Linked DNA regions of Mus musculus: regions 2, 3, 4, 5, 6 and 7 are each linked to region 1. A link is a contact called in public promoter capture Hi-C data. All regions are on one chromosome and are shown on one strand. Each heading gives the region's core, a stretch centred on a gene start, on an enhancer-like site or on the middle of the called end of the contact. The rest is flanking DNA. Distances are from core to core; before and after follow the strand shown. Region 1 holds the start of Utp11 (UTP11 small subunit processome component). Region 2 overlaps Ppt1 (palmitoyl-protein thioesterase 1). Region 3 holds the start of Mfsd2a (major facilitator superfamily domain containing 2A). Region 4 holds the start of Trit1 (tRNA isopentenyltransferase 1). Region 5 holds the start of Adprhl2 (ADP-ribosylhydrolase like 2). Region 6 holds the start of Ppie (peptidylprolyl isomerase E (cyclophilin E)). Region 7 holds the start of Stk40 (serine/threonine kinase 40).

Region 1 (4,071 bases), core at 553-3,052:
ACAGAGTTTTCCCTCACACATGTGGACCTAACTGGGCAAAAAAAGATCAAGTGTAGAGGCAGGAAAGAGACTTTTTGTACTGTGACCTTTTTCATATCCACTTGTCCCCTGGACTCTCTGAAGAGGGCTTCCATGTGTTCTTCAGTAGGAGAGACTTTACCAGGGTCAGGTAAAATGGATGCAATTAAAGAGTCTGGAAGCCTGTGTCGTGGTACATGTCTTTAATCCCAGCACTTGGCAAGTGGATGTCTGTGAATTCGAGGCCAGCCTGGTCTACATTGTGACTTCTAGGACAGCTAGGACTACATTGTGACATCCTGTCTCAATAAAACAAAAACAACAAGGAGCTGGCTGAAGATTAGTCTCCCATAGTGGAAAAGATTCCAAATGCCAACAGATGAAAACATACGGGGGTGGGGTGGGGGTGGGGGTGGAGGGTGGCAGGCATGGGGGGGGGGAGAGCACAAACAAACCCAAACATTGCTGTGATGCTTGGCTGGGTCCAACTCTCTCTTGTGCTACTTAAAGGTAGCTTTAGTGGTGACAAAAATAACAGGATGGCTGGGCACACTGTCACACACTTGTAATCCCAGCTCTTTGCAGACGCAAGAGATCACTGTGAATCTGAGGCCAGCTTGATCTATGAGTGTCAGTGCAGCCAGGCCTACATAGCTAGACACTGCCTCAAAACATCAAACCTAATCAGACTAAGTCAACCCCAATAAAACAAACTAACAAAACAAAACAAAACAAAAACAGAAACAAATCAATTTTATTGTGAACCTGCTAACAAGTAAACCCAACATTAAGCACTGAAAACATATGTCTTTTAAACCTCAAAATCCTGAGGGTATAGTATTATTTTATTATTTTACAACTAGATGTGGATACCAAGCCTCAGCAAAACTAACTTTCCTTGGTTAAGAGCAGAGCTGGCACCAGAACACTCCCTCCACAGTTCGCGGCTCTCTATCCATCACATTAACTACCTTATGTTAAGTCGGCCAGCTAGACGCACAACTTTGATGGCTGTGAAGGACTCGGAACTTTATTGCTATTAGATGATTCTTTTCTACTCTGCTTATAGATACAGTTCTGCCACTCAGAGCCCTTGATACTCCTATGAGCAAGACCAGTCTGCTATTATTATGTTCGTTTTATGGGTGAGAAAAATGATGCTCTTTAAAGTCAAGCAATCAGCTCAGAGCCACGCAGCCAGAAGTCAGCTGAGGAGCCAAATATGGTTTTAAAGTACTCTTTCTAGTATACTGTAAGATTCACATTATTTCTAGTTTTTGGTTTGTTTGTTTTTGTTTTGTTTTTAGACTGCGATTTATTTTACTATGTAGCCCTGGCTGGCCTGGCAATCACTATGTAAGACCAGGTTAGCCTTGAACTTACAGAAAATTGCCAGCTTCTACCTCCAGAGAGCTGGGGTTAAAGGTGTGAGCCACGTTCTAGTTCTACTTAGAATCTTAACCCACACCAAGTCTCAGGTGACAGCACATGCGCACACGCAAGCCGAGCGTAGCCAGAGAGCAGTGCCAGCCATGTGTTCCCAGATGCCAACGTGCGGCCTGGAGCGAAGTCTAGGTCTCTGGACCAGTGGACGTTCTCTGCGAACCGAGAGCTGTGAAAGAATCCCAAGACTCTAGCTTTGGAAACTACATCTCCCAGAACCCTCCGATTCAGGCCGCTTGAGAGGGGCTGTATTTCCGGTAAAGCAGGCTTCTGATAGGCTGCATTGCAAGCCGCGTCTTGGGCCTGCTTCCGGTGTCTTGGCGGACGCGGCGGGGTGGGTAGTGCTGTCGTGGTGGTGGAGTTTGCTGAGCATTTCCTAGACCTCAGTAGGCATGTCGGCGGCTTTTCGCAAGGCAGCCAAGACCCGGCAGCGGGAACACCGAGAACGAAGCCAGGTAGGCCCTCGCAAGCCTCAGGGGCGCCTGCAGTGGCCCCCGCCCCCTCGCTGTCCCTGCATCCGGATACGGGACAGCGCATCTGCCTTCAGTCAATACCCAACACATGGGGCCTGACCCCAGCGTGCCTTGTCGGGGAGACCCAGGGACAGGGTAGGAGGATTGTCATTCTCTACGGTAGAGGGTCAGTGGGTAATTGAGTGAGGCAGGGTGTGCTAGAGGCCTTTCCCTGGGAACTTGAGACCAAAGTCAAAGGAATGTAACCGAGTGACCAGCGACAGTAGGCGCCTCACAACCGACGCATGCCCGGGTGTTCCTAAACTGGGCCCAACTTTTGGCATGGGATTTGCGGTTCGTGTAGATCTGTCATATGCTTCCCCCTAAAATCGTGGCACTTTCCTTATCCCTTCTGGAGAATGTCTTGACCATTTACAAACTTTGCTGGACCTCATAGCCCAGGTCTATAATGGCATCTACCCAAGAGGCCAAGGCAGAAGGATCCCAAAATCGGGGCCTGTCTGGGTCACTTAGACCTGACTCAAAAATCTAAAAAAATTCTAGACATAGGCCTCAATGGTGAACTGCTTGCCTAGCAAGTAAGGGCAGTAGGCGTAGTCCTTGGTAAGAAGAAAAAAAGGAGGGAAGTGGGGAGTTCCCCCACTTAATTTAGTTAGAATAAATAGGTGTGGATTTACTCAGGAGAATGTGTTAGGGTTTGGATATGCAATACAAATAAAGATGTATGCAGAATCACTTTATCCACTTTGCCATTCTCAGAAATTACATCATAACTGGTTCAAACAAGCTTTTAACAAGCCTTGGAGAGAGGGCTTAGCCGTTAAGAGTACTCGGCTGCTCTCTCAGAGTTCAAATCCTAGCACTCACATTGTGGGTTCACAAATAGCTTTAACTCCACTCTAGGAATTCCACCACCCCCTCTGGCCTCCATAGGCCCTGCACTCACATTCATTCATATTCTTTATCTCTCTCTCTCTCACACACACACTAACTTTTTTTTTTTTTTTTTTGGTTTTTCGAGACAGGGTTTCTCTGTATAGCCCTGGCTGTCCTGGAACTCACTTTGTAGACCAGGCTGGCCTCGAACTCAGAAATCCGCCTGTCTCTGCCTCCCAAGTGCTGGGATTAAAGGTGTGCGCCGCCACCACTGCCCGGCCACACTAACATTTTTTAAATTAAAAGATTACTGAGTGTGAGTGTGTGAGCGGGTGTTTGTGGGAGCACATCCTGGGCCAGGGTTGTGATTTGTCCGACATCCTGACGTGGGTGCTGGGATCTGGAAGAGGAGAATCTGTGTTTAACTGTTAAGCCGTCTTTTTACTCCTCAAACAAATATTTTTTATTATTATTTTTCTTTTCTTTTTAAAGGCAAGAGGATCAATAGTTCAGGGAACGCATCAGATTTTAGGATGTTCTGGGCTCCATGAGACAGGATCTCAACAAAACAAAACAGGCTGGGAAAGTGGTGCAGCTAGCAGATGTGCTTGCCGCACAGCCTGGCAGCCTGAGTCAGACCCTCAGGACTCATTCACTAAGGGGAAGGAAAGAGTGGACTATTTTTTTTTCTTCTTTATTTTTTGAGATTATAGCTTCATTACAACGTTTCATCTTTCCCTTTGCGACCTCTATAAACACTCCCATGGACCACTGCTTGGTCTTTCAATTTCATGGCTTCCTTTTTTTTGAGAGTGGACTCTTTAAGATGTTGTCCTCTGTCCTCCACGTATGCCATGGCATGTGCACCCACGTGTACACATTCATATACACAAAATGAAACCCAGGCAACAAGAGACAAAACCCCATATACGCAGCCAAAGGGCCTGTAGAGATACCTGCTTTACAGATCCTGAAGAAAAGGACGCGATCTCAGAGACCATGCAGCTGACTAATGCTGTAGAGTTGAGGCCTCTTTCTCCTTCTCTTTTTTCTTACGGGGTTTAAAAATCCTTTTCTAGTAGATCTTAGACAAAAGGCTGAGAGGCGATGGCACTGCCTTCCTTATCACAGCTCCCTTTCCTGCTGAGTAGCCTTTCTTAGTGTGTGCTTAGTGGAAGCAGTATGATACAGGGAGTACAATTTTTTTATTTTACATGTATTTTTATTTAACCATGTGTGTATTGGTGCCACAGCTTTGTAG
Region 2 (4,071 bases), core at 583-3,082, 1.8 Mb after region 1:
AACAACCCCCAGGAGAACACAAGAGGCCATCTCCCTTTACTTTCCATGTTTGAAGGTGACCCCTGACCCTGATCCCCCGTTGGTCCTTGGTGCAGGCACACAGGTTTGCAGTTAGCTAACAGCTTCCCTCAGATTCCAAAGCTTGGCGTCGCTGCCTTCTGGGTGGGCATGCTTCGCAGATCCTTCCTGGTTGGCATCTGTTCTTGACGTGTAACACGAATGCACGGCAGTATGCATTTTCTTCTGTCCTTGACACAGTACTCAGCAAGCTTTCAGTCTGGAAGCTCATGTAGGGTATGGTTTAGGTGTCTTTTTTATTACTACTTTTTTTTTTTTTTTTTTCCAAGACAGGATCTCTGTAGCCCCGGCTGTCCTGAAACTTGTTATGGAGAGCAGGGTGGCCTCAAACTCAGAGATCCAGCTGCCTCTGCCTCCAAAGTGCTAGGATTAAATAAAGGAAGGTTGCCACCCCGCTGAGAATTCTCCCTTAGTCACTTCCTGCCTGGGACATAGCGTTAGCTCTAAATCTGGGTCGTCCAGTTAAATCGCTGAGAGAGTAGATTGTGTCTCCTGGCAGGGTCCAGGGTGGAAAAAGGTAGTGACCTGGATGCTCGAGTCAGGGAACTGGGGACTCAGACTGTTCCTGCCTCAGGTTTCCAAAAGGCCCTAGTTTGGACCTGCCCACTTACCGTACATCCCCCAGTCTCCAGGCTTTCCTGGGGCTCTAGAGCATGGTTTTCTGCAATGAGCCTTCTATGGAGGGAGGTAAAACCTTTTGGCTGAGCCACATGGTTCTTACAGCCCAGCCGGCCTTCTGTTTGTATTTTTTCAAAAACATGCTGAGATCTTGTGCTGGCTCTGCGCTACTCTCTTGTTCTCTGTGCCTCCTTCAAGTCCTTTTATTTTTTTAAATTTAGTTTTAATTAATTTAATTTTTTTTTTTTTTTGGACAGGGTTTCTCTGTGTAGCCCTGGCTGTCCTGGAACTCAACTCATTCTGTAGACCAGGCTGGCCTCAAACTCACAGAGATCTGCCTGCCTCTGTCCCTATGTCTACCACTACATCGAGCCAATTTTTTTTTTTTTTTAAGATTTGTTCATTAGTTTATTTTTTATTTTTTCAAATTAGTTTTAATTGTGCACTGGTGTTTTGACTACATGCTTGTCTGTGTCCCTGAGAGAGCCAGGTCCTATGGAGCTGGAGGTACAGATAGTTGTGAGCTGCTATGTAGGTGCTGGCAATTGAGCCCTGGTCCTCTGGAAGAACAGCCTCTTAACTGCTGAACTCTCTCTCCAGCCCCACATTTATTTATTTTTATTTTTATGTATATGGGTTTTTTACCTGCATGTATGTTTGCGCACCATGTGCAGGCAATGCTCCTGGAGGCCAGAGGATCCCGAGACTAGAGTTATGAACTGTGGTGATACCCCTAGCAGCCGCTCCTGGAGTCAGAGAGCACACATGCTAGCAGGGCACTCCCACAGTCTGCACCTGACAGCTGGCTGCACTCACCGTTCTTGCACAAGTTTGGAGTAAGCACCGGCATTAAGTGACTTCCTGATGAAGTCGCAGATGTGAGAACTCTCTCCTGGGCATCGGGGGAGTCCAAAGACACCTGGGTAGGAAAACGACAGCCATGTATTACTCTAATAATCACATGTTGAGTGCCACTGTAGCAGGCACCGTGAAACAGGAAAAATAAAAACGTCCAAGTACTGCCAGTTTCCCTCTGGCAATCCGCCAGGGACCTCTGCCCCAGCCTCCCATGTGTGGCTGTTACATACAGCACGTGTGGCTGTTGCAGCACATGGTTACCTCATCCTCTTTCTGGGAAACTCATCTGGTTCCGCGTCCCCATTCCTCTCCCCAGTCATACTTTCCTCCGTGCACTTCCCCTTCCTGTGTGAATTACTTTTGACACTAAATGCAGTGCAAATGTTCCATGGGTTGTTACTACAGTGTGTTGTTTAGGGAGAGAGAAAAGAGTCTGTATATTAACAGTACAGATTCAATGGTTTCTTGAATACTTTTCTCTGCCCTCCCTTGCCACCCCTCCCCTTTCTCTTTTTATGAAGATAGGGTAGGGGCTAATAAAGCCCAGGCTGAACTCAAACTCAATCCTCCTATCCCCAACCCCTAAATTCTGGGATTCTAGGCACACACAAATGCCTTTCCCAGAATAGTTCTCAGCTGTAGAGCTTTGAATCCACAGATATGGAGCACCTTGGGTTCAGAAGGCCAAATGTGAGCTCGGGTGCAGCTTTGTGGCAGAGTTCTTGCTTCACACGTGGAGACCCTGGGTTTTATCCCCAACAATATGCGCGAGCGCACACACTGATGATAATTAAAGAAGAGGCAATGAATTTAGGAGGAAGTGGGAGGAGCTAGAGGTTGGAGGGCTGGAAATGATGTGAATATAATACATAAATACAAAATAAAGCTTTTAGAAAATTAAATAAAAAATTGCTGGGCAGTGGCACACACCTTTAATTCCAGCAAGCGGGAGGCAGAGGCAGGTGGATCCCTGTGAATTCAAGGCCAGCCTGGTCTACAGAGTGAGTTCCAGGACAGTCAGGGAGGGCTACCCAGAGAAACTGTGTCTCGAAAAACTAAAGTAAATGCATAAAATAAAAAGAATATTAAAGCCTGCATCCAAGCTTTAATTTCTGTTGTCAATCATGTTGACAATAACATACAGCATGAGAGGAGTTCTAATCCAGTGACGCGCCTTTCCCCTCAAATGGACATTTCTAAGTGGTACCACAAATTAGAACAAAAAGCCTCCACCCTAGTTAATGTTAGTTGTACAGCACAACTGTCAGAGAACAGGAACACTGTTATGTTTCCCTTTTCCCGGTAGTGCTAGCATAGGACCTTGCACATGCTGGACAACCGTATCACCATCAGGCTACACACACAGCCACACAGCTCAACTCAGTTCTGCGTGTCCTCCTAACTATCAACTGTCACTGTCACTGAGACTTTTTTTTTTTTTTAAGATTTATTTATTATATGTAAGTATGTTGTAGCTGTCTTCAGACACTCCAGAAAAGGGTGCCAGATCTCATTATAGATGGTTGTGAGCCACCATGTGGTAGTTGGGATTTGAACTCAGGACCTTCAGAAGAGCAGTCAGTGTTCTTAACCACTGAGCCATCTCTCCAGCCCCTGCGCTCAGACTCTTATCTCTATGAAATCTAATCAACTACGTAGAAGAGATGGCTACTAATGACTTGCCTGTGCTACAGAGCTTTGCAATCCCTACTCCTCCATTGGTGATAGTTACTCTGTCCCATTATGTAGAGATGGGATTTGACAAGGGTGGCTGATGCAGGGTACAAATCCAAGTACCACATCTTTTCTTCTTTTCTCTCTTTCTTTTTTCTTTTTGAGACAGGGTTTCTCTGTGTAGCCCTGGCTGTCCTAGAACTTCATCTGTAGACCAGGCTGACCTCAAACTCACAGAGATCTACTTGCCTCAGCCTCCTGAGTGCTGGGGTTAAAGGCATGAGCCACTACCACCTGGCAATACTGCATTTTTAAAAAGTAGGCAAGACTGTGGAGATCTCTCAATAGTTAGGAGCAGCAACAGCTCTTACAGAAGACCTAAATTCAGTTCTCAGCACACATGCAAGATGGCTCACAATCACCCATGACTCCAGGTCCAGAAAAATGTAATACCTCTGTCCTCCTCATGTGCCCCCCATACATGTGCGTGCACACACACACACACACACACACACACACACACGATGGGTATACATGCCTATGATCTCAACATCTGGCCAGATGAAGCAGAAGAATTGCTTAGAGTTTGAGGGTAGCCTACGCTACCAAACAAGACCTTATCTAAAAAGGAGGAGGAAGAGCAAAGAAAGAAACAAAGGGTAGGAAGGAAAGAATAAAGGAAAGAAGGAAAAATGAAAGAAAACGGAAATACAAAACATCAGAAGGACATGGATTAGGAAAGGGGAAGAGAATCATGGAAAGAAGAGGTGACCGTTACCTTGATGTTGTCCTCCAACTGAGATCAGGGTCATCATGGGAGGTGTTGGGCATCTCTGAGCCACT
Region 3 (4,071 bases), core at 556-3,055, 1.7 Mb after region 1:
AATAATAGGTCTATTGTACTGGCTTGGTCAGGCCATATCTGGAATCTTGCGTTGCTACACTGACAGACTGGAATCGGGCCAGGAGGGGAACTAGCCCAGCCTCAGCTCCTGAGTCCTTGTGCGCGAAATGTTTCCTGTACAACTTCTTGTCTTATCCCCCAGACAACGCTATTAGGTAGGTCCCTATTTTGTACACAAGGAGGTTAATAAAGTTGTTCAGGAACAACTAGATAGCCCGTCCATGGAGGTGCCTGGGGTTTTTCTGAATGGGCTGGCTCCTCTGGTGCTTCAGCTCACACTCACTGTGATTTAGTGGGATATGGGAGTGAAAGAGATAGAGTTCTTATTTTCAAGGAGGGCATAATCTGGCTCGGTTATTCAGATCACTTCTGGAATGCTGCCATTCAAAGGAGTGAAGAATTTAGGGCTGGAAGAGACTGTACAGGACTCCATAGCTTCCCTCCTATAGTATGGAAGAGAGAGAGGGCAGTGTGACAGTGGGGACAACAGGCCTTCTTACAGTCTTCACTATTTCCCTTGGCTTGTTTCTGGACAGTGATGTGCCAGGGCACACAAGGGTGCTGTGGCCATTGTGGAGGAGTCAGATCTCAATAGCTCTTCCCTGCAATCTGAACTAAGAGGAGGGGAAAAAAAAAAAGCTTGACACTGAGAAACACAGGTCCTGTGTGAGCGGTCTCTGAGAGTCTAAGCAGTAACTTCACTGAAGAGGGAGAGCTGGACTTGACCCAGGCTCCTGGGGATCTGTGAAGGCTGGAGTGCCATTAGCAGAGGTGGAAGGAAAGGCAGCAAAGACCGTTCTCTGCTGGCACCTATGCCTGGCCTCTGTTTAGATGATGACGGTCCTCCCTTCTTTCAAGGACCACATTCCTCTGCATGCTCTTTCTCAAAGCTTTTCTTTTCTCTTCTCTCTTTTCTTTTCTTTTCTTTTCTTTTCTTTTCTTTTCTTTTCTTTTCTTTTCTTTTCTTTTCTTTTCTTTTCGACACAGAGGGCTGCTGGCGTCTTGTATCTCCCAGGGCTTCCTGTCTGGGAGCACAGACATAGCTCAGCCTTCTGTAATTTATGCTGAGGGGCAGAGCAGGAGAGTTATGAGTAAAGACTTTGGAACTGGACAAAACCTTTCTGGCCTGTCTGTGTCGCAACAGCTGTTCTTCTTGTGTCCCCCTTTCCTGGGTTGTAAAATGGGGATAATAATAGTACCACCCTCAGATGGCGTTCATAAGCACCCAGTGAGGTCATGTTAAGCCTGTTAGAAAGCTACCCATAAACGGCTGCTGTGGCCATGGCTCCTTCTTAGAACTTGCGAGTTCCCCTGCCTGGAAGCGGTAGCCACTGGACTTGGTAATTTTTCTGTCCCATTGAAAAAGGCCCCTACTTTTCAAAGGGAGGAAGAGGAAATTGTCGATCTTGAGACACGAGGGACATTGATAATGAAAGTTACAGCCCATGGCCTCAGGTTTGGGGGAGGGGAGAAGCCACCTGACTCCGGATTTTAAAAGGAGCTGATGGGGATTCAGAAGTCAAGGGCCACAGGCTCTACTCAGGGAAAACTCACTCTGGGGGACCTCGGACAGGTCACTTTCAGCCTGGGACTTCAGTTTCCTCGGGCGAGTCAGGTGGGTTTCTCAGCTTTGCTTAGGTAGTTAGGAGCACGCGGTGTGGGTTGCCGGCTTTGAGAACGTGGCTGAGCAGCGAGGCTCCGCCAGCCGAGATGGGCAGGCGCGTGCAGGGATTGGCTGGAGGCGCAGGCCCGAACCTTTAAGAGGCGCGGAGGGGACGTGCTAGGGAGTTTTCATCGCCGGCGTTCCTGGTTTGCTAAGTGCTAGCGAACGTAGTAGTGGCTGGGGCTGCGCCTAGGATCGGAGCCACAGGCGAGTGCCGGCCGGCAGAACACAAGAGCATCCCGGCGTCCCGGTCCCACGCGGCGTGGCCCGCGGGTCATGGCCAAAGGAGAAGGCGCCGAGAGCGGTTCCGCGGCGGGGCTGCTCCCCACCAGCATCCTCCAAGCCAGTGAACGGCCGGTCCAGGTGAAGGTGAGGTCCCGAGAGGAGGGCAAGGGGTGGTGGGCCGGCCGGGATGTGGGTATAGGGGCGTCGGAGACTAGGTCTGGCCTTGGGACACTTGGCGGTAACAGGGTACAGCGAAGCTTGAAAAAAGCAAGGAGTGCTCTGGGACCGGGAGTGATGGAGAAAGTCTGAAGCCCCTTTGCACACCCCTACAATGGGTTTGCGCCAAGAGAGGCGCCGGCAACTCTACGCGGCGTGGGGCTCTCCCCAGCGCTCTAGGTTCTACTGTGCTGAGCCACACTAGTTTCTCTCCCTAGACCTGAAGAGACCCCAGAAGTCTGAGAGTCCCTTTGGTTCTCCATCTCTCACCACCCCCCACTCTCGTGCTTTAACTCTGAGGAGGGCCACTCAAGTTCATTCATAAGAACAAGGGCTTTGCTCTTAAAGGAGCCGCATACCGAAAGCGTTTGTGTGACTGAGGGTTCACATGCACAGAGCTCCGCGTGTCTCGACATCCTCTCTCTCCGATCCGTTCTAACTCTTTGGATCTATTTAACCACACCATGAAACCATGCGGCCCCAGGAAAGGAATCTCTCACAATATAGCTAATTGGGAGGTGCTTAACTTTTCCTTTTAATTTTATTAACTGTTCTTGGAAGAAACGAGTAAGCAATTATGCTGTTACCATGTATGAGTAATCTCTACTTTCCCTGGGCAACCTCAGCCTCCCCTAGTGCTCCACCCGGAGAGGGCTGAGCCCTGCACCTGGAGCCCTTTTTACCCCTCTCCAAGGTCCCCTAGGAGCTGGAAAGGGTGCGTGTTAGGCAGATGGATGGTAGGACTGCTCAAGGGTTTGCCTGGAGCTGAAGACTCCCTACAGGGGCCCGGGAACTTTGGGACAGATTGAAAGAACAGCTGAGGATGCAGCGGGCTGGGCGCCCCCCCCCCTTCTGGTGCACTCATCCAGGACGCAGGTGGATCCTAGCTGCTGCGGGGCGTCAGGGAGGGAGCCTGGGCTGGGCTCAGGGAACTTTTGGCAGCAAGAGGATTTTCAGGTTGTGGCAGCTAGTGCCAGGTAGGGACAGGCCCATTGCTACCGCATGCTCTTTCTGGGTAACTTGGAAAGGAGCTGAGGGCCTGGGAGAAGATTTTATTTATTTATTTATTTATTTATTCATTTATTTTCTTACTTATTTGAGACAGGTTTCTCTTTGTATCCCTGGCTGACCTGGAATTAGCTCTGTAGACCAGGTTGGCCTCAGACTTTACAGATCTGCTGGGCTCTGCCTCCCAAGTGTTGGTGCCACTACACCTGATCTGGGAGATCTTTAAAGATGGAAGGTGATAGATTTCCTCAGAGTCTGGGGGTGGAGGGATAAGTCTGGGTTTAAGGGCAACTTCCTGTGGGGTTGGGGAAGTGAGATTTCCCTAGGTGGGAACTGGGCAAGGTAGAACTGTTCCTCTTGGCCGAGTTGGCTGGAGAAATAAATGTCTGTGCCTCTGGCACGTTCTAGGTTGGTGGCCAGAATCCTGGGCTTATTTTCATTCTTTCCTTCTCTTCCCAGAAGGAACCAAAAAAGAAGCAGCAACTGTCCATTTGCAACAAGCTTTGCTATGCAGTTGGAGGGGCCCCGTACCAGTTGACCGGCTGCGCACTGGGATTCTTCCTGCAGATCTACCTATTGGATGTGGCTAAGGTGAGTAACAGGAGCTCCTCGGGCTCCTTTGGTAGCCAGAGGGAACTGATGGGCTCTTGGTAGGGTCATTCAGTTTTCCCCAGTGGTAAAACAAGACCAGGACACATTCCTTGGCTGCCACTCAGGGTCACAGTGGATGGGAAGTAAGGCTTTAGGAAGTGTGCGGGAGGGGGGGGGGCGCGGTCTACCTGCCCCAGGAACCACAGCTGGCAACTCTTCCTTGCCTGGCAGGAGCAATAGAGAGCCTGGCGGAATAGGGCAGTGGCTGAGGGAGAATGGGACCCGCTAGTGACGCTGTTCTTAGAAGAGACTGGCACACCATGTCCCTGGCTGGAAGACAGTCAGCTG
Region 4 (4,071 bases), core at 624-3,123, 1.7 Mb after region 1:
TGGTGAGCTGCACCTAAGTAGTGACACCCAAGGTTGTCCTCTTGCCTCAGCTTCCAAAAAGAGTGAAGATCACAGCGTATGACACTTTGCCCAATTTTAAGCTCTTCTTTTATAATTCATACTGACCTATTTGTTTTTCAATTTGTATTTGTGTGTGTGTGTGTACATACAGACATGTATGTAGAGGCCAGAGAGGTCAGGGTCAGGGTCTCCCCAGCCTAGGCACTTCTTTAGAGACTTTCCATGACATTCATTGATTTCTCCCTTCTCAAGAATTCTACCAAATTTAATAGTCTATCACGAAATCCAGCACTTGTAGTCTCTTCTGATCTTCTGAACCCGCCCACCTGAAAATGCTCTATAAGTAGCTCTGTTCACTTATTAGCTCTGTCTTACTCTATGTTTAGCCAGACTAACATTCCCCAATATAAGGAGTTTGGTCTAATGTACATATACACACACACACACAGTCACCATAGTTTTCACTGTTAACATATTTTTTAAACACTTGTAATAAGTGCTTCACATATATTTCATTTAATGATCACAAGGTTGTTTTTTATATTCTTCCTATTTTAGCAAAGGAACAAAGGTATCTTTGTTCATGTAGCAAAAAGTTGGGGGAAAAAAAATCTGGCTGAGATTCAGTTCAAGCTAAACTCTTTATCTCCCTAAGCTGGCACAAAGCAGGCTGCAAACAACTATTTGTTACATTACCTTACCTTTTAGTATAAGCTGATGATCTTATCATGGAAAAATAAATTATGAGGGTAGAAACAATGTCAGGAGCCTTATGAGGTAAAGTGGGGCAAAGAATTAATTACTAATTTTAGGTTACTAACCATGAGTTCTGCGACTGGTTGTATATGTTCGACACCTTTGAACATGCCTAACAGCTGTTGTAATTCTTCTCACATTCACCCAAAATGTCACCTACTCTCTAGCTCAAATGCTCCTACATCCCCGAAAGTCCTCTCGCAAAGAGGACAAAAGGATTAAAAAACAAAAACAAATAAACAAAAAAGCCCTCAGGTTCAGCCAATATTTACCACAATGTCTGACCTTCGAGCTGGCCTCCCTCTCTCCACTGTAACACTCCAATGTCTCACTTATTAAATACTTTAGCCTTGTGATTGTGGGGCAAATGACATTTCCTCCACTTTACAAATATAATATTCAAGTAAAGGGCACTGTTGATCTGAAGTCACGAAGCCAGTGGCTGCCTCTGACTGCTCTAGTGCCCAAGAAGACACTCACAGGTGGCATCTGACTTACCTTGGGCTAGAATTAGAATTATGGCAAAATTTGGGAATAATTAACTTACTGAAATTCACCGGATGTCAACCTTAAACGTTCCACTATCTCTCCTCCATTTATTTGCAATGTGCCACGCACAAGGTCACTTCACCTCCCCAGCCCCCAACATTTTTATCCATAAATGAAACTGTTGGTACTATCTACGAAAGAGTAATGGCCTGAGAAGTTACTTAGCGATCACAGGACACAATGGACACTGTCTGCCATTGGAATGGGTACCTAGCAGGTGTGGGTTCCTTTCATCTGGATCCCCATACGCCTCGAGGTTCACCCACTACAGCCACGCGACAGGGTGTCCCCTAGTCCAGAGGCCCGCACGCGACCTCCAGGGTTCCCAGGCCCCCGGGCCAAGCACGCTGCCATACCTGCATGGAGTCGGCGCTGACGATCTCGCCGCCGAGCCGCTGGCCTAACTGCAGAGCCAGGGTGGACTTGCCAGTCCCAGTAGCCCCGAGAATCACTACAAGTGGCAGTGTTCGCCGCAGGCCTCGGAATCCAGAGCTCACAGGAACTGCTCGTGCAGCAGCCGCAGCCGCCATCTTGAAGGCATCTGAGCATGCGCCGAAGCAGCTGTCCCCATGGCAACAGTCAGTGCGCCGGCGCGGATCTCCGGCTCAGAACGCGGGGAGGGTGGAAAGGAGGAAACTGTGGGACAAAGGTACCAAGCTTAGGAGGCCCATGACGTAACTGCCTTCGACTAGCTGAGATTAGCCCACCGACTTGCTTTCTCAAAGGAGAGATGGCAGCCCATCTAAAATATTTCTGTCTACATTGCGTCCAGGCACCCAATTCTTTTTCCTCATAGCATTAATTCAAGAATAAAACTGTATAACTGGCCTCTGGTTTATTGTCTGAGTTCTACCACAGGCTGTTAATTTCACAAAGACAAGAAGCACATTCTGACTAGTTCATTGCTGAGTCTCCTGTGCCTAGCACAGGCACCCACCAATGATTAAATGGACAGAGAAACGACTTGCCTACCTTAGCGTTGGATTTAATAAGCTCAGAGAGTGTCCGATTCTCAGTCATTCTTCAAAATCAGATCTGTCCAATTCTCAGTCAAGAGCATGGCTCTAATGTTTGAATTCCACACTCATTTAGACACAATCAGAAAGCAGGACAAAGCTCTGCGTTGGCATAAAGCAGTCAAGAGATAGGCTTAAAAGCAAAAGAACAAGCAAGTGAATGACAACCCAAAAATTAGAAGAGGAAGCAGAAGAAAATCAAAGGGTAAAGCAGATACAAGTGAGGGAAAGAAAAATCAGAATCAAGGATGGCCAGACTTCAAGATTCCACACACCACTTTGAGAAATGGCTTTAAGAATCCAGAGAGATGGTTTAACATGTAAAGTTGCTGGCAGCCAGATCTGATGACCTGAGTTCAATCTCCAGGATCCGCATGTGGAAGGAGAGAGCTGATGCTGACCTCTGTACACACACACACACACACACACACACACACACACACACACACACCACACACACTGAAGTTTAAAATTAAGAAAGAATGGTTATGGAACCCGATGAACCTAGATTCAAATTCCAGCTCTCAGACTTATCAGCTGAGAGCTGATTAATTCTCATCAGAATTAATTCCATTAGCAGCATTTTTTTTTCTCTTTGTCTGAAGACTGAACCCAGGCCCCCCCTGGGTGCTGAATATACACTCTAGCACTGAGCTGAGCACACTTCAGACCCTTACTTCACCTCTTAACCTCAGCAATTTTATCTTTCCATTCTTCCAAGGATTGCCATAAGGAAAAGGTGAAATAATGTCTGGAAAGTGCTTGCTTCAAATGCACTGGCACATAACAACCACCATTTGTTAAACAGTTTGTGTTATTATAATTGTACAATCCCATCTGCCTCCCTAAATAAGTAAGAGCAAAAGCCTAAGGGCAGAGAATCTTTCAATAACGTGTAAAGATGCTTAAATACCCCTTCTGCTAACCTCTAGCTAGTTGGGCAGTTTAAGGGGTCTGAGGATGCAGGTTTAGTGGTAGAGCATTTGCTTAGTCAGCATGAGGCTCTGGGTTCAGTCAGCACTTGGGATGGGGGCGGGGGCATAAGTGCTTTTTCTCTGAGACTGCTTCGGTCTAGCTCCTAGGTAAAGCCACGAGTAGTCTGATATGTTTTGTAATGTGGTGGCATGATGCAGCAGGAGGAGGTGCCTCAGCATGGGGCCGCTGAGACCCCCACCCCCAGGTATCAGCCACCCAATGGGTCTAGTAGGAAATGTTTATTTGAGGGATGAGAAGGGAGTGGAGGCAGAGAAAGAAAGGGGACAGAGAAGGGCAGAAAGAGAGAGGAGGGAGAGAGAAGGGAAGAGGTTGGCTGGGAAAACGTGGGGAGGGGGCAGAGAGAGAGAGAAGAGAGAGAGAGCAAGCCTGAACAGTCAGATAATAAGAGCCAGACTAGTACCTGGCTGTTGCTAGGTAACTGTTGGGCGGGGCCTAGGAGAAAAGCTAACATAGTCCCCCACACATCCAGAAATCCTGAGTATATCACTGGCCTACCTAGAATGACTGCCATTATATTTTTCATCACTTCAATCTCCTTAGGCTAAATGGCCACTCTCCCAGACCTAGGCTAAACCATATAGCTACAAATATTGTTTAGGAGAACTCCCATTCCTAGTCCTTGGTCCCTAAGATCTCCTTCACTCAATCCAGGATATTTTGATGGAAAGCCTTGTTCTCTCTAATTTGTGGTACCCGCCTGGGGCTGAGTTTAAAATGGAGATGTGTGGCCACA
Region 5 (4,071 bases), core at 709-3,208, 1.6 Mb before region 1:
ACCCCACACGCATCCCCAAAGAGTAAGACCAGTGTTTCAGTCAGTCCTTTCTGTGTGCCTTGTGTGTCCCTGTGACCTCCATTGTTTCCTTGTGTGTCCCTAGGACCCCATTGTTTCCTTGTGTGTCCCTGTGACCCCATCGTTTCCTTGTGTGCCCCAGTGACCCCCATTGTTTGCTTGCCTCCACAGCTCCACCACACTGCAGCAGTGGGATGAATTTACTCGATTCAACAAGAACCGGGCAGAGGCCGAAATGAAAGCGTCCATAGAGTTGAGGGAAGCCATTGCCCTAGCTATTGCTCAGGTGACTAAGCCCAACTCACCTCTGTCTTTCTTTCCACACTGACCACATGTTAGCCCTTCCCTGACTTCAAACAGCAATCTCACAAGGCCATGACACCCTCTTCTGGCCTGGCTCACCCTCCTCATGCAGACCAACAATGAACTGGACGCTCAGAGGGTTGCAACAGAATTCACCTTCAGGAAGCGGCTTCGGGAAATGGAGAGTTTTTACAGTGAGCTCAAGTGGCAAGAGAAAAATGTGAGTGTCACCACCACCCCCTTACCCTCCCCCAACCCCACCACCCTGCCTTTCCCACCATGCTGTGAGGCAGGGCATAAGGAACCCTGCCCTGAAGCTTCAGTTGGGAGCCCTAGTGTGAGTCTTGCCGGTGGAGAACAGTAATGTCTGCCACAGACCTTAGAAGAGATAGCCGAGCTGCAGGGAGACATTCGGCGCCTGGAGGAGGACCTGCGTAGAAAGATGATGAACTTGAAGCTTGCACATACCCGGCTGGAGTCCAGAACCTACCGGTCCAATGTGGAGCTCTGCCGGGACCAGGTACAAGGGGCCCCGGTGGGGACCACCCCTGTCTGCTAAGGAGACCTCAGTATTACCCCTCTTCGCACGTTTCTTGTGGAACAAGCATTCTGGTCCAAGGCAGTTATGCGACCAGCTGAAGGGTCTTGCGGCTGAACTGAAAACCCCATCCTGCCCCTCTGTCTTCAGACACAGTATGGCCTCATTGATGAAGTCCACCAGTTAGAGGCAACCATCAATACCATGAAGCAGAAGCTGGCCCAAACACAGTAGGTTTAGAGAGTGGGCAGGAATAGTGGGGGGCACTGCTCAACCATGGGGCCGTAGTGCCTGCTGGTCTCTCTGGGCTTTATGCTGGTGAGATGTCCTGGCCCCTGCAGCCTGATGTAGGGCTCTGAGCTCCCGATGCTTTGCGTTACAGGAACGCTTTGGATGCCCTGTTCAAGCACCTGGCCCGGATACAGGCTGATATCGCGTGCAAGACCAACACCCTGCTCTTGGACACCAAGTGTATGGACACCCGACGCAAGCTGACGGTGCCGGCTGAGAAATTTGTGCCCCAGGTGGACACCTTCACGCGCACGACAAACCGCACACTGAGTCCACTCAAAATCTGCCAGCTGGAGCTAACCTAGGCTTTGGCGGCTGAGGGAAGACACAAGATTGGTGGGAGGGGGGAGTAGTGAGGGGACAGTAAAATAATAAAAATGGAGTTCTCAAGCCAGGCTCTTTTCTGCTACCCCATGAGAGTGGCTGACCGAGTGAGACAGTCCACTTGAGCGATGGAGTCGCCTAGACTTCATAGGGGTCGAGTCCAAAGCGACTCCAGAAGGAATACGGGTGTAAAGATACAGGTGATCGCCCGCGGGCAGCAGTGGCTTTGAGTGGGCAACATTCTTGTTCAGGTGCTTTTCAAAGGGTCCTCCGCGGGATTTTAGGGAGCTGTCGGCCGCATTTGTGGTGCCATTTACAAATGAGAAGGTAGGGAGCGCCAAAGCGAAGCGTGCGAGTACTTATGGGGCGCTGAGACTCCCAGCCGTTGAGTGGCGCTGTGGGGTAGGACGTAGGCTGAGACTCCGGGCCACAAGGGGGCGCTGTGGGGCCGCGGGGAAGAGACGACCAAAGAGGCGGCAGCATCGATGCCGGAAGTGGCGACTAGTCCGCGCGCGGATGGCGGTGGCTGCGGCGGCAGCAGCTACAGCGATGTCGGCGGCGGGGGGCGGCGGGGCAAGTGCGGCCCGCTCCATCTCGCGCTTCCGAGGTTGCCTGGCGGGCGCGCTGCTGGGAGATTGCGTGGGCGCTGTCTACGAGGCACACGATACCGTCAGCCTGGCATCAGTCCTGAGTCACGTCGAGAGCCTGGAGCCGGACCCGGGCACGCCGGGCAGCGCGCGGACAGGTGGGCGGGGCACCACCGATCGGGTCCCCACCCCTGGGCGAGGGGACCGAGACTCGGGGGCGCGCGCGCAGACTAGGCTGCCGAGGTGGAGGCTCCTGCGGCGAGCTCCCACGAAGTCACGAGGCTGAAGGCCCCTGGATCGAATCGGTTTGCTCCAGCTCTCCGTGGTTGTAGGTCTCCAGCCATGACCACATTCAGAGCGCAGGCCTCGCCTAAAACCTTGGCTAGAGCCAGTTCCCGCGTGGCCAGTTCCGTCGTGACCAGCTTTCTCAAACTGCTGGCCCGATGTGGGCGTCGGCGAGGGCTGTCCCTAGCCTGTTAAGACATGTCCCTTCCTTTCGCTTGCAAACGCAGCTTGTCCTCAGATTCCAGGTCAGATGTCAGTAGAAGACTTGGTTCTTCTTGAAGAGCATGTAACATAGTAGAAGGGGGCCGTCGTCAGAACCCCAGAGGACTCCACGAGTTAAGAGGCATTTAGAGGTAGGGGAAGGAGCGAGGAAGGACGGGGTGTGCCGAGAAGTAGGAAGGATGGTAACAAAACCAGAGGAAAGAATTTCAAGACTAGGACACTGGTGTGTTACAGAAAAGTCAGGGTAGTCTGGACCCAGAAAACCATGTCGAGTTGGTCGAGAACATGGAAAACGGGTGTTAAAGGAAGCAGAGATAAGACAAATTTTATTTCATTATGGTTTGGTAAGATGGAAAAAAAAAAGGTGTGTTTTAGGTTGAGTGGTAGTTGGGACCCTGTGGCTGCAGGAAACACATTTTAAGAGGGTCTGAGTGGAAAGAACTGACAGAGTCCAAAGGAAGTTCTGGCCTCCAGCAGTGCTAAGTCCAGGAGTTCAACTCCTAACTAGCTTGCTTGGTTCCTCTTGGCCTTGAGTTTCCCTTTGGGGGGAGCTCACTTTGGCAGTCTCCTTTTCCTACAGTATGGTCCCAGTAACACTGCAGAAGAGGTTCTCCTTGGGGCTGGAGAGATGGCTCTGCAGTTAAGAGCACTAACTGCTCTTCTAGAGGTCCTGAGTTCAAATCCCAGCAACCACATGGTGGCTCACAACCACCTGCAGTGGGATCTGATGCCCTTTTGGGGGTGTCTGAAGACAGCTACAGTGTACTTACATATAACAAATAAATAAATCTTTAAAAAAAGAGAGAGAGAACGAGAGAGATTCTCCTTTGCTCCAACTCTACGAACATTGCAACTTGAGTCTGGAGCCCAGTCCTACATAAGGGACTGGCAATAAGAGATGGATGCCTTCAAGTTGCCGTCTAACTAGGCAGGAGGTCAGTCCTCCAGCTAGGACTAAAGAAGAACGGCTCCCTCAGGAAGACCAGGGCACAGAGCAAAAGGAGGGAGGACACACAGTGCCCCCTCACTCACAGACATGTGCTGAGCATATAGAGAGAAGGGCAAAGAGCAACACCTGACCCCAGTGAGCGAGGGTGACCTTTACCTATGACCAGGCTGGCAAAGACTAGGAATGTGTTTACAGCTATGAACGTGGGACACAGGGGCCACCTGAGAAGAGGGGAAATGGAGTTTGAACAACAAGGAGGGAGTGGACTGGCTATCTGAAGGATCCGGGAGGCACTCATTAGACGAGTCCATTCTCTGTAACTGTCTTCTCTCAGTGAAGCAAAGGTCCTGTCCTAGCAGGTTAGTAGCCTCTTTGAGTGTGGCATGTTAGAAGTATCAGAGTAGGGCTGGGCGCACTCTTTTAATCCCAGCACTCGGGAGGCAGAGGCAGGTTCATTTCTGAGTTTGAGGCCAGCCTGGTCTACAGAGTGAGTTCCAGGTCAGCCAGGGCTACACAGAGAAACCCTGTCTTGAGGGGTTAAAAAAAAAAAAGTA
Region 6 (4,071 bases), core at 852-3,351, 1.6 Mb after region 1:
AAGGATAGTGGGAAAAGGATTACGGGAGGGCTTTGGGGGAGGAAAGGAGAAAAATGTTATATTTAAAATATAATATCAAAAATTAAAAAGTGGGAAAAGATCAGTGTAAATGTGACCATGTAACTTCCTTGCTATCACCCCATGATAGCTTCTCAAAATCCCCAAGTTTTTCACAAAGCTTGCAGGCCCTGACATGAGGTGGCCTCTACCCATCTCTCCTGCCTGAACATGTGTCCTCCATTTCCACCTCATTATGCTCCTGCCTCTCAGCTCAGCTTCCATCTTAAAAGTCTCCTCAAGGGGCTGTGAGGTGGCTCAGCTGGTAACAGCGCTTGCCTTGCAAACCTGGGACCTGATCTGGTAGGAGGAGAGAATCTACTCCATCAAGTTGTCCTCTGGCTTCCACAAGTATGCGTATACACACACATTTGAATAACAAAGTTTATAAAAGTTACCTCAGGAAAATCTAAATGCTCTGCCTACAGTAGCTGAGGATATGGATCAGTGGTAGAATATTTGCCGAGGAATGGTCTTCAGCTCTACGTCTGATCTCCAGCACCGTAACTGAAGGGACCCGCACACAGTGTTCCCTCTTGAACACTGGGTTAGGCACAAACCACACTCAAACACCTATTTCCATAGAGAGATCCTTTACTGAGCAGGGGAAAGTGACTGTTCTCCGCTCAGGCAGACAGCAGCAGCAAATGACCTTGTGGGTGTGATGTTTTTTTAAGAGGAAAAAGAGGGGAATCTGTGATAGAATGGCTAGGATGTGGTGGTCATGTTTTGGTTGACCGTATTAATTAGGGTAGGCCAAGGGGGGATTTGACTGTTGTAGTGGCTATTTCTGGTTGTCAACTTGACTATATCTGGAATGAACTACAATCCAGAATTGGAAGGCTCATCAGTGACCCTAATCTGGAGGCTGAGAGATAGAAGTTTCTGACCTGGATCTCAGTATGGAGATCTTGAGGCATAGTGGCTATGGATTTCAGAAGATTAAGACAGGGAGATCAAAGATTAAGATTAAATTCCTTTACTATATAGAGACTACCCACAGTTCTGTGACTCTAGAGAACCCTGACTAATACAATTGTTGAACTTTAATACTTTGATAGCTGGACCTTGGTGATCATCCTCAGGAGGAGGCCAAATAAGGGAATAGACCTTATTTGGCCTACGGCTAGCTTTAGGAATATAACCCTGTTTGTTTGTTTGTTTATTAGCAAGGCAGAGGGAATGGGGAGAAGGACAAGGCCTGCCACACCTGTGCTTACCAAGCTTGGGCCTGCTAGAGCCCTTTAACAATACAGCAAAGCTTCCTGTGGTGGTATATGCTTTTAGTCCCAACCCTCAGGAAGAGATCTCTGTAAGTTCAAGGTCAGCCTGGTTTACATAGTGAATTCCAAGATATTCAGGACTACATAGGAAGATCCAGTCTCAAAATAAATACATAAAATAAAACTTGTTAAATTTCTATTTGAGGTAGGTTGGTGGTATTCAATTGGGATTTCAGCACTGGGGAGGCTGAGATCTGGAAGGCATAGTGGGATACTCTAACAAGCAAACAAATGTGATCCTACTGTTTTGTACTGCTATTGAGAACCTATAAATTTAAATATTACGTTAGAACAAGAGTATAGCAAACACTTTGCCCAAAGGGCCAGATGGTAAAATATCAATGGCCGTGGGAGGAACAGGTCTCTTCCCTTTGTAACATGAAAGCAGCCAGACAATAGAAAAGGAACGGATGTGGCTATACTCTAACAATTAAACTTCGTGATATTGAAATTTTAATTTCATATAATTTTCATCTCTCAAGAAATATTGTCGATCCTTCGCCTCACCCCGGTTCAAAGTGTAAAAACCGTTCTTGGCTCCCGAATTGGCCAAAAACAGCTGCCTGGACAGCCCGGACCATAGTGTGTTGGTAATGGTTCAATTGCCGTTAATATCTAGGTTGATCAGACCAAGGTTTGTTTCCTTCCAGCTCTGGGAGCTACAGCCAAGAAGGGGCGGAGCCTGCAGCCGCACAAAGACCCGCCCCGACCTAAGGGGAGGGGCGACGGCGAGGGGGCCGGCCGAGTGCCGGCTTCCGGCGGAAACGGGCGCGAGCAAGATGGCCACCACCAAGCGTGTGCTGTACGTGGGTGAGCAGGCGCGGGAGCTAGACTTAGTCTGAGCAATGTGGGAAAGGGGGAAAGCAGCCGGGGTCTATGGAGGGCTTGCTGGGCCTGAGGGTGTGAGCCCGAGATGGAAGGACAATTCCGGCGACCTTCCTAGTCCACTAAGCGCACAGGAACCCCGACGAGTGACAAGAATTTTGGGCTTCCAAATCCCTCCCGCCCATTCGTTTTACAAACATTCAGTGCGGAATGGCTGGATCTCTGCCCTAAAGGAGGAGTTACCAGACTATCTAGGAGAAAGTGGGAAATAACCTACACACCCTAGCGTTGTAATAGGGACTAACAATGATGACAGGAACTTGGGTGAGGGCAAACTTTCTGTTGCCGGGACGCAGAAGTTGAGCAGGAGTTGGGCAAAGAGTCAGAGTAGAGGCAAAGCTGTTCGCTGCACCGGAGCCGAAGCTCAAAGGCGTAAAAGAGCCTGGCGCCTAGGGGCAGCTGGGTCATTTTTCGAGAAACTCAGGGAAATTGGGGAAAACAAAATGGAAGATACAAGAGAGATCGGCGAGAGTCGGATGATAACCCTGTGTACACTACCAAGGAGCTCTCACTTTATCTTGAGGACAGTGACATTTAAGACTTTGAAGTCTAAGAGAACCGATGGATTCATTTCCACTTATATTTGGTTGGGGGGGGGCGGTTGGAGGAAGGAATTGAGGCAGAGAGGTCAGTTACAAAGCTTTCACAAGAGTTGGAGATCGAATCAGAACTGTTTAAAAGGAGATTGAAGAAAGGAAAGTAGTGTGGGTAGGCTGTAGAGAGAGATGTTTGTGTAGACAAAGGACTGGATGGAAAGATCCCTCCCTTTGCCTGTCATACCAGTGACAGGCAAAGTCCCTGGTGTGCAGGGACCTCTGAGTGTGTAGGACAGCGGCTCAGAAGGTCCTTGGCTCATTTGCAGGCGGGCTGGCAGAAGAGGTGGACGACAAGGTTCTTCATGCTGCATTTATCCCCTTTGGAGACATCACAGATATTCAAATTCCTCTGGACTATGAAACAGGTGGGTCATTTGAGTGTCTTTAACGCTCATTACCCTCCGATAGGGAAAGAATTAAAGTCACATTCCAGTTCTAAATTTACATTCTTAAGTTCTAGTAGAATTCTTGCCCACCATATGAGGCTTTGGTTTCAGTTCCCAGCACTAATCACACAGAGACACACACAGAGGGGCAGAGACACACACAGAGACACACACAGAGGGGCAGAGGGGCAGAGACACACACAGAGACACACACAGAGAGGCAGAGGGGCAGAGACACACACAGAGACACACACAGAGAGGCAGAGGGGCAGAGACACACACAGAGAGGCAGAGGGGCAGAGAGGAGAGAGACAGGGTGGGAATAGCAAGATCTTTAAACTCTGAGTCTGGGGAATCTCCCCACCCCCTAAAAACCAGTAGAGTAGTTGATGGCCACGGTGGCACATGCCTGTAAACCTAGCAATTCAGAGGCTGCAGCGGGAGGATAGAGTTTAAGGTCAGTCTGGGCTACAGCAGAAACATATGCAAGAAATGTTCTACTGACTTTCTAGTTGGCACTGTTGTGTGGGGGCTTTTTCTTAGCTCAGAATTTGTCTCAGGATAAAACTGAATCTCCTTACAGGTTTTAGAATTTATCTGTAGTTGATCAGATTATATATTTGGTTGATGGCTTTTTTTTTTTTTTGGCCTGTATTTGTTTTTGTTTTGTTTCTATTTCAAAATGATTTAACTGTGTTGTCCGGGCTGGCCTCCAAACTGATGATCCTTCTGTCTTAGCTTCCTAAGTAGTTAGCATTACAGGTGTGTGCTGTGGCACCTGGAATCAAATTGTAGATTTGGATAAATAGTTGATTTGCTAAATAACTTACCTTGCCAGTTTACACTTCATGAGAAGTTGAAGTT
Region 7 (4,071 bases), core at 444-2,943, 1.4 Mb before region 1:
ACTCTACTGACACAGCTAAGGTTGTCTCTCTCTGACTCTCTGTACTTCTCTCCAAATAGCATCTCCCATTTTACATGACTAAGCCTCCCTCCCCCTTTCTGTCCTTCCAGTCACTATCCTCCTGTCACTACTGCTCAGGCTTCCCAGACTGAGCTAGCAGCTTCCCCACTGGGCTCCCTCAGCATTCAGTTTCTGTTGCTTTTGTAGATCACATTTCACCTATCTGCTTGCAGGTCAGTTTCCTCTAGCTGGACAGTGAACTAGTTCGGATAAGAACCTCTTTATTAGGTGTTAGCGCAACTCTCCATAATGACTCTTTTTACCATGGCCAGTGGTTTGCAAATGAGGACGAATACAAATGACCCAAGGTCGGGCAACCAGAAAGCAGCGGCACCAGAATCTGAATTTAAGGAGTCCAGAGCAAGGTTGACACACACTTTTAATCCCAGGCTTTAAGGAGTGAGCCTCCAAAGCCTACGAATACTACACAGCACTAGGCTCTACAGGCAGGGCCCTTTTGTTATGAGAAAAATGAATGAATGAATGAATGAATGAATGGGGACTATCTCTGGCAGAGATAGTCTAATCCACAATCAAATAACAGGGCCTTTAAGGAGGAACTCACAACGTTGTTTATAAATAAGGGCTATAGGATTTTGCTCTTCCTTATCTCATGCAAAACTACTCAGCCGAGAGGGAAAGGCGCCCAGCCCAGCGTGACTACCCTCTTCCTCAATGATTCTCAAAACCAGCAAAGCCAACCGGTTTCCTCCAGTGACTTAAAACAGAGCAAAGTCTATCCTGCCACCGAAGGTGGCTGTCAGCTCTTCCTTCTGCCAACAACCTGGGGGAGTGGGGGTGGACGGAGAAGCCACCGGGAATCCGAAAGCTCCTACCCAAGATTGAAAGGTGGGGCCAAGCATCGTAGGAATGGGCGGGCCTGACCAGGATGGCAGGTGAAACACTGACCACAGCAAGCTCTCCCACGGTGAAGACCGGCCCAACGTGGATCTGGCAAGCAGGTTGCTGTGACTCGCACCTGAACGCCGCCCAGGATGTGAAAATTCCCCAGCAGCGATGGTGTTGGTGCCAACGGGTGAGGGCTCCAGGAGGAAAACCTTGGCTGGCTCTCCTTGGGGACTCGTTCTAACTTTCAAGTCACTCTCTAGGTCAGGAGAGAAGCATGGAGAGGAGGAGCGGGTCTCTCTGGGAGAAAAACTAGAGCGGGCCAAACGCCGGCTGCTTCGATGACTGGTTGAGTGGGTCTGGGCAAGGCGAGCAGTGCCCATTTCCCAGGGCTGCGGCAAAAGACCGAGGCTCCCGGCAGCCGACGCCCCCGCTGCCGGGAAGGACAGACCTCCAGTGGCGGAGGGGGAATTCACTATAGCCGTTCTGGTCGCGCCGGTCAGCTTCGGGCTGTCACCGGGGTCCCTCCGCCACGGTGGCCCGCCCCGCCAGCACGCAGCCCCCACCCGGCTCCGCGTCCCGGGACCCCGAACTCACCTTTCCCGGGGAATCAGCGCTCCTTGCCCATAGTCCGCAGCCCAGAGTCGGGGCTGCTCGGCGCTCCGTCCCGGGGGCCGGGGCCGGGCCGGGGGCGTGGGAGCCGCTCACCGCCGCCTCCCAGCGCAGCCGCCAGAGCTGCCGCCGCCGCCTCCCTCCATGGCTGCGGCGCCGCCACCTGACAACGGAAGTGACGCATAGGCTCTCGGCCCCGCCTCCCGCCCCCTCGCCTGAGTTTGGGGTTGGTGCGCCATCTTCAGGATGGGCGGAAGCCTTCAGGCAGGAAGCCCAGATAAGATCGCCAATTGGTTCTGGGTGGAGTCTGGGTCGAAATCTGTAAAGTGATTGGACAGTCAGGGGGCGGTACTTACCGCTAATCTACATCTACAGTGGGACTGGGACAGAGGCGCCGGTCCGCCTTGGCTCTGCAGAACCTCACCGACTTATGCTCTCCTTGCTGGGGTTGGGGACGTCTCTAAGTGGTTGCAAAACCCGCCAACTGCACTGCATTCTTTAGAAAAGTAGTCTTTCTTTGCTCCCCATTTCTCGGCTTCTGGAAATTTGTGTGGGAAAGTGCTGAAGTTGGGTACAAGAGAAGTCAAGAATTGGCTGTCGCTACTGTCACAATTCATTTCACTTTAGGCCCTTCAGAAACCCCAAAGATGGCCAAGTTCATCTTGGACATCCCTAGAGTCTTGTCCAGGGAGATTGCAGTGAAGAGTTCCAATGAACGACTTCAGCCGGCTGTCTACCTCACTCCCTCCTGCCAGTTTCCGTCCTTTCTCCTCCTTCAGCAGCCACGCCCTCCATGAATCAGCTTCTTGCACCAGCAGATGAGCCCTTTAAAGGGATTGCATCAGTCTGGTGACTCACTGGGGGCCCTCGAAAATCCTGGCTTCCGTCCACTGCCGTGTAGAAGCGGCCAGAAGGGCTCGGTGGCAGCAGTACCAGCGGCCATAGTCCCACTCCTTTGTCTCAGAGTTAACAAGTGTACTTGATGACACTCTTCCCTCCCCTGGGTCATTCTGGATCCACGTGTAGACACACGTGGACACGACTAAGCCCTGCTAGGACACCGAAGGCTGGTCTTCATAATGAAGTCCCAGCCTGAATCCTTTCTTAATGTCTTTGATTGGCTTGGTGGCCATTCAGCTGCAGATAATGCTGAATAACTAGTAATGATACCAGCTCCTAAGGCCCTGTCTTATGCAAAATGAGGCACTTTTAGAGACCTGTTAACAAATGCAGAAGGTAGCACTCAGAGAGAGAGGGTAACCTCTGCCGTGACACCCAGCTAATAATGGCTGGGCTGTGGTTTGAAGAAAGTTTCGTGGGTTCCAAAAAGGCTAGAGCTTGAATCCCCATTGTATCACTTACAAACTAGGTAATTCAGTGTAAATCCTGGCTGCCCAAGTGGGGATAACACATTACACCAACCATGGGAGGACCCAAGGAGTTTCACATCCAGCTAACCACACCCTATAGATGCCCACTGGTCTCAGTCGGGGAACCTCTAGGAGGCACGTGACTCAAAGGCAGGCATCCAGAAGGCCGGCCCACTTTGCTCCTCTCTCTGACAAAGTGAGGAGAAAAAGGATTCCGGAAGCCCTGCCTTTGACAGGGATGAATCTTGGGTTTTCCAGTTCACTAATTACCAGTAAGATGAATCACTGGGCGCTGACACCACCATTCCAACTCCTGGTAGGCTCTCAGCTGACTCAAAATATAGAAGTTTTAACAAAGCAGAGGAGGAGAAAGTGCCAGCCAGAGGAGATTAAAAAAAAAAAAAAACTGTCATCAGGACACCAACTCATGGATCTCTGGGACATACATGGGTGGTGACAGTCTCCTGCTGGCTCTCCAACTCTGGCTCACTGGCAGATGGTGCTGCCATAACAAAATGACACCTGTCACAACAGCTCAAGATGGCTTCTTGAAAAGAGATAGGCAGATTGGACTATCACAGAAGGAGGGGAGACCTCACCCCCAGGAGCTTCTTCAGACTACAGAACCCCAACCCTACTTAGCAGCTGGGTTTTGGCTTCTTTGCGTCCAAGCTTCAAGGCCTGAGTATGGCAAGGTTTGGTGTTGGTTTTGCTTTTTTTTTTTTTTGGTACCTGGGACTGAACCTATGGCCTCTTCTGTGGTAGAAGGTATTTCACCACTGAGCTGTATCTCCACTGCTTTTGTTTTTGAGACAGAGTTTCAATAAGTTGCTCAGGCTGGCTCTCTAGTCTCTATAGTACTATCTGGATTTGAACCTGTAACCTACCTCCACTTCCCCAGCAGCCTGGATTATAGACTGCACCACCACATCCAGCGGTGTATCAGGTTCTGAGTGTCCAACTCACACTGGGGGTGAGCAATAGAATGGATGCCAGGAGTACTGGGAAACAGAAGAGAGTCCCAGTGGCTAGAGAAGTAGCCCAGATGGTACAATGCTGGCCTTAGCGTGTGTGACTCACTGAGTCCCAACCCTAGTATTACAATAAACCCGACATGTAATCCCAGTATCTTGGGAGGTGAAGGCACTCTTCCTTCCTTCTTTCACAGCAAATTGAAGGCCAG

The links. Promoter capture Hi-C pulls out the DNA fragments that hold promoters and counts their contacts.
Region 2: a promoter capture Hi-C map of hematopoietic stem and progenitor cells shows a contact between it and region 1, with 4 times the contacts expected there. The contact joins the enhancer-like site here to the promoter of Utp11 in region 1. A contact is called at or near these places in 5 of 39 promoter capture datasets (the 3T3-L1 cell line, hematopoietic stem and progenitor cells, liver and 1 more).
Region 3: a promoter capture Hi-C map of liver shows a contact between it and region 1, with 2.9 times the contacts expected there. The contact joins the promoter of Mfsd2a here to the promoter of Utp11 in region 1. A contact is called at or near these places in 2 of 39 promoter capture datasets (liver and pre-B cells).
Region 4: a promoter capture Hi-C map of cranial neural crest shows a contact between it and region 1. The contact joins the promoter of Trit1 here to the promoter of Utp11 in region 1. A contact is called at or near these places in 4 of 39 promoter capture datasets (cranial neural crest, liver and pre-B cells).
Region 5: a promoter capture Hi-C map of pre-B cells shows a contact between it and region 1, with 2.4 times the contacts expected there. The contact joins the promoter of Adprhl2 here to the promoter of Utp11 in region 1. A contact is called at or near these places in 2 of 39 promoter capture datasets (cranial neural crest and pre-B cells).
Region 6: a promoter capture Hi-C map of pre-B cells shows a contact between it and region 1, with 4 times the contacts expected there. The contact joins the promoter of Ppie here to the promoter of Utp11 in region 1. A contact is called at or near these places in 1 of 39 promoter capture datasets (pre-B cells), 1 of 484 Hi-C or Micro-C datasets (B cells) and 1 of 9 other capture datasets (adipose tissue).
Region 7: a promoter capture Hi-C map of liver shows a contact between it and region 1, with 2.7 times the contacts expected there. The contact joins the promoter of Stk40 here to the promoter of Utp11 in region 1. A contact is called at or near these places in 3 of 39 promoter capture datasets (hematopoietic stem and progenitor cells, liver and pre-B cells), 5 of 484 Hi-C or Micro-C datasets (B cells, CD4 T cells, Th1 cells and 2 more), 3 of 115 datasets of contacts at active chromatin or transcription factors (extraembryonic endoderm stem cells, large pre-B cells and pancreatic cancer cells) and 1 of 9 other capture datasets (liver).

What each region holds. Positions count from the first base shown.
Region 1 is chr4:124,691,285-124,695,355 of GRCm38.p6, reverse strand. It overlaps Utp11 (UTP11 small subunit processome component), which reads left to right and starts at 1,802. Exons shown (of 8, transcript NM_026031.3): 1 at 1,802-1,916. The coding sequence starts at 1,854.
Region 2 is chr4:122,845,977-122,850,047 of GRCm38.p6, reverse strand. It overlaps Ppt1 (palmitoyl-protein thioesterase 1), which reads right to left. Exons shown (of 9, transcript NM_008917.3): 4 at 4,007-4,071; 5 at 1,513-1,615. Among named protein-coding and RNA genes, the nearest start is that of Ppt1, 12 kb to the right of the region's middle. Within about 2 kb of position 1,832, at least 113 of the 459 cell types and tissues checked have an H3K27ac peak or open chromatin away from gene starts, as enhancers often do. A contact at or near this core is called in hematopoietic stem and progenitor cells, where this site is marked.
Region 3 is chr4:122,958,922-122,962,992 of GRCm38.p6, reverse strand. It overlaps Mfsd2a (major facilitator superfamily domain containing 2A), which reads left to right and starts at 1,805. Exons shown (of 14, transcript NM_029662.2): 1 at 1,805-2,052; 2 at 3,592-3,723. The coding sequence starts at 1,960.
Region 4 is chr4:123,014,395-123,018,465 of GRCm38.p6, reverse strand. It overlaps Trit1 (tRNA isopentenyltransferase 1), which reads right to left and starts at 1,873. Exons shown (of 11, transcript NM_025873.3): 1 at 1,683-1,873. The coding sequence starts at 1,856.
Region 5 is chr4:126,319,590-126,323,660 of GRCm38.p6, reverse strand. Adprhl2 (ADP-ribosylhydrolase like 2) reads left to right here and starts at 1,958. Exons shown (of 6, transcript NM_133883.2): 1 at 1,958-2,219. The coding sequence starts at 1,991. Tekt2 (tektin 2) reads left to right here. Exons shown (of 11, transcript NM_001357262.1): 6 at 1-22; 7 at 190-304; 8 at 434-541; 9 at 698-841; 10 at 1,010-1,089; 11 at 1,242-1,540. The coding sequence ends at 1,455.
Region 6 is chr4:123,137,981-123,142,051 of GRCm38.p6, reverse strand. Ppie (peptidylprolyl isomerase E (cyclophilin E)) reads left to right here and starts at 2,101. Exons shown (of 10, transcript NM_019489.6): 1 at 2,101-2,150; 2 at 3,088-3,186. The coding sequence starts at 2,120.
Region 7 is chr4:126,101,579-126,105,649 of GRCm38.p6, reverse strand. Stk40 (serine/threonine kinase 40) reads right to left here and starts at 1,693. Exons shown (of 11, transcript NM_028800.3): 1 at 1,504-1,693.